Regions from separate parts of the Danio rerio genome. Here region 1 is linked to region 2. Evidence: chromatin contacts called from public HiChIP or PLAC-seq data. All regions are on one chromosome and are shown on one strand. The core of a region is the stretch at or near the end of the contact, and the rest is flanking DNA. Distances in the headings are between cores, read along the strand shown.

Region 1 (3,401 bases), core at 76-2,575, 110 kb before region 2:
AGTAAATAGTGAGTGAAGAATCATTTTAGTGTGAACTATCCCATTAATGAACAGACTGCTTTGGAAACATCGGAGGCCGGACAACTGACAGAAACGAGTCTCTCTTCCTCATCTTTAAATCCTTATACTATTATCTTACCTCCATGGCCATCATAGACAGCGAACATAGCGGTTTCATCGTCCAGCTCCGGGATGCAATTGTGCGCGTCCTAGGAAACAAAAACAGGTTATGAAGAAAAACCGAGAGCTTGAGGCGGGAGTCACCCTCTGACCTCACTGGCGCCAAAATCCGCGCACGTCACTCCTCCCACTAGACAAAAAAATACTGACTAGCATTACTTAACTTTGAAAAGCAAATATACACTGCTTTGAAATGGAGTTAAAGTTGGTTTTATATTCACACATTCGTTCATTTGTGAACGGTGACATGCTCCTTATATTGTTTACCATGGTAACGTTACTTTGAATATTCGGTCTGAAGTAGCATACAAGTATGACTCCAATGCAACGTTAGCATCATTTAACTGAGTGAACAATGTACTTTGATAGTCACAGGCTGCTAGTATGATCTTCACATTTAAAATTGGCAAAGAATACTTTTCTGAATTCATATTATTACGGAGAAAGTCTGAATATATGAACAACTTTACCTCAATAGTTTTAATAACATATAATTCACGTACATTTGCTCGTTAATAGCATTAGCAATCCATCTATCAGCAAATTAAAGTAACAAAACCTATTTAATATTATTAAAGTGGTTGTTTTACCTCCATAGACACTCGCCATCCCTGCATGGCCGAGAACCCATAGTTCAAGTTCTTGCTCCCGCCGTTGCCAGTGCTCTTCTCCGTGTTGGGTTGAGACAAGTAAGCCCCCATGATGTGTGCAGTGAGATTTAGTGAAAAGAAAACGCGTAAAATTAAATAAATCCACTTAATCCAATCCACTGACTTCAAAGAAGGTAATACGTCTGTAAAAACTAGATTCTGGTCACATTTCAGAGCGAAGTGAAGCTTGGATGAGAGTAAACCGGTGTTTTACCCTGCTACTGCTGCTAGCTGATGGGCTGCTGCTAACACTGCTGATGCTGCTGGAGTTTCTAAATGAACAATCACTCAGGTATGATGGAGAGTCCGGGCAGGCCTGCCTGAAACTGAGCGAGCTCACATTAAACGCGAATGGGGATAAACGTTGATGCAGTCAGAGCCTCTTTTTAAAAGCAAAAAAGCCCCTAACACGTGTGAGTCAACATAATCAACAGTCCAGCAACAAACCCATTTCGCAGAGAGCGGACTTTAGGCACACCGGAAGCGGAAGTCTATTGTGAGTTCGCGCATGCACGTGGTTTTTAGAATTTCTTTTTTTTTTTTTGGTTTAAATAATAGTTAACAATAGATTGCAGAGACTAATATAAAAAAAGTCAAAATATAATAAATTTGTGGGTTCAAAGGAATCTATCTATTTTTGGTATAATTGTTTTACAAAAGGTACAACACTTTCCAGAATGATTTACCCATCTTTTTCTGTAAGTACATCTGATAGGTGCATTAAAAATCTGAATCGAATGCAATATACTTTTCTATGGAAGAATAAGCATCATTATCTAAGAAAATCAGATGTAGTGAAACCAATCAAGGAGGGAGGATTGAATGCAACTGATTTTGATGTTATGAAGGGTACCCTTAAGCTGAAGTGGCTTTAAACCTACCTTCGACATAAACATTTTTTCTGGTTTAGTTTTTCTTCAAAATTGTCATCTTTTTATAGTCAGGTATTGCTGTATTGAAAATAAGGGCACCTAGTTTACCCCTTTTTTAAGATTTATTATTATTATATGGTTCTTCTGCAAGTTTAGGTTCATTTTAAAACACAGTTTAGATTTTTTATTATAATGTGTTAAAAAGTGTGAGTTAGGGAGGGGGGGGATGTACACAGGTCGTTGTTTTAGGGGTGTGTTGCTTTACATGATAATTAGTTTCAGAGGTGGGTAGTAACGAGTTACATTTACTTCGTTACATTTACTTGAGTAAAATTATTGGGTAACGTGTACTTTTTGAGTAAATTTAAATATGTGTACTTTTATTCAAGTAAATTATTAGAGAAAAATCAGTACTCTTCGCTACATTTCGCGGCGTTCCTCCATTACTGTCAAATGATAATAAAAAAGATCCATATGTTTTGTTTGCAAATATCGCGTGGCGCCGCATTGGAGAGGTTGTATCGCGAGAGGTTGCTATACTGTTAGCGTGCGCGGCCGCCCGGCGCACGCCTGTGTGTTGACGAAGGAGACGTGCGAGTTATACGGTCATGCCATGGCCATTTGCGGTTCCGAGAAGGACGATCATGCTGTCTGTGTAGTGTTTTTATCGGACCAGGTCACCCGTCCTCAAGTTCAGTCTGTTTTCACTCCAAGGTGTAAACAACAATAGTCTGACAACACGCTACATTGAACTGACATCACAGCAGCAAATACATAAATTCCAGCTCCAACCTGAAAAAAGTGGTGGTAAGTGTCAAAATTATCCCAATTTGAACCTTATTCAAAGTAACTTTGCAGGCCCATAGCCAGAGGAGTTCGGGTGGTTGAAAAAACTCACCCCTCAATGACAAAGATCCAGAATTGGTCCCATACATGAGCTCATTTGCCTTATGTTGACTGCTATGTCATCGTAAATAGTCAAATTAATACTCTGAAAAAGGCTTTAAGACCAAGCAAAATGCTATATTAAAATTAAATAAAAAAAAAATTTGACTATTTTTGTTATTTATGAATTTTCAATCAAATCAAATGTACTTTTTTACAAGAGAGGCTAGAAAAATTGTGAAGCTCTTTTATTATGGTTATGTTTTATTTTTTATTATTTAAATAGCCAAATTCGGACAGAGGACAGTTGAATGTTCTGGCCAGTTTGTAAGCTAAAGCTACAATAGGCTACAGTTTTTAATTTAAAACTTCAACAGATTCCTAATACATTTGTATTTTAACAATAAGTATTTATTAATTTTCCTTTATTCTAAATCTTTAGAAAATATATTTGGTTAAAATAATGTTTAAAATGTCACTAAAATACAGTATTTAAATCTCATACATTGTAAATTAGGTGAATAACTGCTAAAAAAGTCCACATTTTTAGAAAAAGACCCCTGCTTTGAGATAACCAAGTAGCTGCTTTTAATAATTAGCCCCCTGTATATTTTTCCCCAATATCTGTTTAACAGAAAGATTTTTTCAGCACATTTCTAAACATAAGTTTTAATAACTTATTTCTAATAACTGATTTCATTTATCTTTGTCATGATGACAGTAAATAATATTTGACTAGATATTTTTCAAGATACTAGCAATCAGCTTAAAGTGACATTAAAAGGCTAAACTAGGTTTATTAGGTTAAAGTTAA
Region 2 (3,413 bases), core at 189-2,688:
GAACAAACTAAAATACGCGATCTCTTTCAGAAAATATTCTGAATAGAGTGCTAAAAGTCTTCAGTTTAACAGTGTCAACGATATTGTCGCATTCCTCTGGACCGAGCGCTTTAATTAACGCGCTAATGAAGACCACCCTCGCGCGCGCACACAAACAAACGCTCACGAGACCAGAGCTCGACTCATTTGACAATATGAACGATTAAAAGAAAACTTCCTCGTCGAATCAAACGCGAAATAATTGATAAAACACCAAAACAACAGAAGCTGCTAGGTACTTTTGTGAGGGATGACGTGTGGAGAGGGGAGCTCTTTCTCCCCGCGACATTGTGAGGGGAGCAGGTGCTGTGTGAATTACCATACAGCTGAGAGCACAGAGAGAAAAAAAAACTTATTCTCCCCGCACACAATAACAAAGTGCCTTAATGACAGCCACGCGAACGACACACACCAGCTCGATGTTTACTATCCAGTTTAGAGATGAAAACTTCAAACTTATAGTCGTCAAAACTCACTGAAATGCATTGTTGTTTAAATAAATAATTCAGAATTAGGCTACGTGTTTAGTTTACCCGAACTATGTGAAGGTCTAGCAATGTTTTGGTTCTTTAATGGTATTTGTTTATTATTATACAACATTTTATTCTTCCTGATTTCGAATTTTCCTTTTAGCAAAAGTTTCTCTGTTCAACAAAATTCCGATCACTAAAAGAATCTAAAATGTATTGCATTGAAAAGTTTTTCAAAAATTGTTTAGTTGTTCGTATTATTTTAAAAACAAACTCTGGTTTATGTGTAAATGTTTGATTAATCAACAATAACTATGCTATTACTATGAAATATTATTTGTTATTACATGATGTGCATCCTATTGTGTAATTAATATCACATTTTACTGTAGGCTACTAGCCTTTTTATTAGTTTAAAGCTGATTTATAAATAGTTTGGAATGACAAACTTAAGCAACAATATTTTATCAAACCTATGCTAAAAGAAAAAAAACTTTTACTTAATCAAACTGCATTGAACAGCTTTGAATCTCCTCAATCCCTGCTTCACTGTTGTCCCGTTATCAGGAATGCGACATTCCTGCAATGTGTGATGTAATTTGTGGTTTTATGTCAGAGTGGGATGTACAGGATTCTCAAGGTTGCTTATTTTCCTGTATGTAAATTAGATTTTTTTTTTCTTTTTCTCTCTCTCTCTCTCTCTCCCACTCTCTCCCAGTGGCAAGGAGTTGCACATTTTACAGCTCAGTGACCATTTGCCGATTTTTTTTTTTCTTGGGGGGTTGGGGGTGGTGTAGATTGAAAAGTGTCCCTTTGTGACAAGCAGAGCCAGATTGGGGAGTAGCTCATTTGCATCTCATTACCCTAGCAGGCGCTGCCTGTATATAACCGGCTGCAGGAGGACTTGGACATTAAACACGCACAATCCAGTCAGTCTCTCACATGGAAACAAGAGTACGGGATGAAAGTTTGGATCAGTAGTTTGGATCATCTCCACATGAACTTTTGAAACGGAAAATAAGCGCATAAATAACCCTGTGCTTGGGGCTTTGTAATTTTTCCGGCTTCCTAAACTACCCGAAAGTGGACTGCTAACTTTTTTGACAACTTGGAGTACTCGACTTGTGAGGGATTTCCCAATCGTCTCCCTTTTGCGCATCGGGGTTTCCTCCTTCTACATTCGTATTTGGGATTTAATTGCTGATTTATTTTCCAAGGGGGGACTTTGATGGGCTTGCATGAGCAGATAAACTGAACACAACAGAGCATCAACCCGAGCTGCCTCCCACTGAGCGGAGAACGACGAGTCTCAATGATTTATTGAGACACGGTCTCACACAATTGCCTGGCCCGTGGAAGTTTCACAACAGTTCAGATCCTCTCCGCCATGGGACGACTAATGATAGCTGTTTTGCTTTGTGTCATGATAAGCCAGGTAATTAAAGCCAGCATCTGATTTCCTTTGCAATGATCTCACTTCAGATGTCTGCCTTATGATGGTAACTTTTCGTGAATTAAGTGTGTGCGTTTTATTTCCTCAGGGGTTTTGTTCAGGGGTTTTTGAGCTAAAGTTGCAGGAGTTTCTGAACAAGAAAGGAGTGACAGGCAACGCAAACTGCTGCAAGGGATCCGCGGCAGAGGGTCTTCAGTGTGAATGCAAAACTTTTTTTAGGATTTGCCTGAAACATTACCAAGCCAACGTATCTCCAGATCCTCCGTGCACCTACGGTGGCGCAGTTACCCCGGTGCTCGGATCAAACTCCTTCCAAGTTCCCGAAAGCTTCCCTGACAGCTCGTTCACCAACCCCATTCCTTTCGCGTTTGGGTTCACATGGCCAGTGAGTACCGTTATTTATTTAATTATTTTAGACATTATATTGTATGTAGATAATTGTATACATTTAGACGAGGGTTTAAGCATATAAAAGCTACAATAATGACTCATAAGGAGTCAGGATGTGGGTATTTAGTCGCTTTAGCGGTGTTACTGGGGTGGGAAAAGTCACATCCCCTGGGTTGGAACATAATTGTCGGCTCAGTGTGAAATTCCGAAACCTTTCATTTTACTGCAAGAAGTAAGTGTGAAATGGGAGAAATGAAGCTTGAATCCCCAGTGCGATCACACCTCAAGCCATTCACATCTTCCGTTATATGTAAAACAGCATGGGAGTGTGGAGGAATGCAGTTTTAAATCTATCGATTCGGTTTTCAAAAACATCTTGTGTGTGTTTGTTTGTGTTCCAGGGAACATTTTCGCTGATTATTGAAGCACTGCACACCGACTCCACTGATGACCTGTCTACAGGTAACGTTAAATGGGAGTGCAATTCAGACCAGCTTATTCTTATGATGCAGTGATGCAACTCTAACGTCAAACTGTTCACAGAAAACCCAGACCGTCTGATCAGTCGCATGACCACCCAGAGGCATCTAACAGTAGGCGAGGAATGGTCCCAAGATCTACAGGTTGGTGGGAGGACAGAGCTGAAGTACTCATACAGATTCGTTTGTGATGAGCATTACTACGGCGAGGGCTGCTCGGTCTTCTGCCGTCCGCGCGATGATACTTTCGGCCACTTCACCTGCGGAGAGCGCGGAGAAATTATCTGCAACTCCGGATGGAAAGGACAGTACTGCACAGAACGTAAGTGTGAATTATATACATCCCCTGTATTTTGTGTGTAAAAGTGAGCTTGTTTTGGCATTTCGCGAGAAAAACAACAACAAACTTCGTCGCTATGGTTGCAACAGGCGTTTGTGTGATTCAAATGAGGGACGTTGGCCAAATAATGGCACGCGTGCCATAGATTAAATGTAACGCCTGATTGGTTACTTGGCAGTGCGCTCGGCGCTGATTGGCTCAGAGCGGTGAGGTATTGTTGGAAGGGGGCAGCTGCAGAGTGA

What was found. HiChIP or PLAC-seq counts read pairs in DNA pulled down with a chosen protein or histone mark.
Region 1: a contact with region 2 is called in an H3K4me3 HiChIP or PLAC-seq map of gastrula embryo, with 2.4 times the contacts expected there. The contact joins the promoter of ppm1g here to the promoter of dldh in region 2. A contact is called at or near these places in 2 of 4 datasets of contacts at active chromatin or transcription factors (embryo and gastrula embryo).

What each region holds. Positions count from the first base shown.
Region 1 is chr13:6,217,082-6,220,482 of GRCz12tu, reverse strand. ppm1g (protein phosphatase, Mg2+/Mn2+ dependent, 1G) reads right to left here and starts at 1,325. Exons shown (of 12, transcript NM_201488.1): 1 at 1,173-1,325; 2 at 771-999; 3 at 140-209. The coding sequence starts at 881.
Region 2 is chr13:6,109,331-6,112,743 of GRCz12tu, reverse strand. dldh (dihydrolipoamide dehydrogenase) reads left to right here and starts at 1,438. Exons shown (of 11, transcript NM_130955.3): 1 at 1,438-1,944; 2 at 2,051-2,347; 3 at 2,754-2,814; 4 at 2,896-3,153. The coding sequence starts at 1,897. The region is part of intron 1 of LOC141377107 (a long non-coding RNA gene); the gene reads right to left.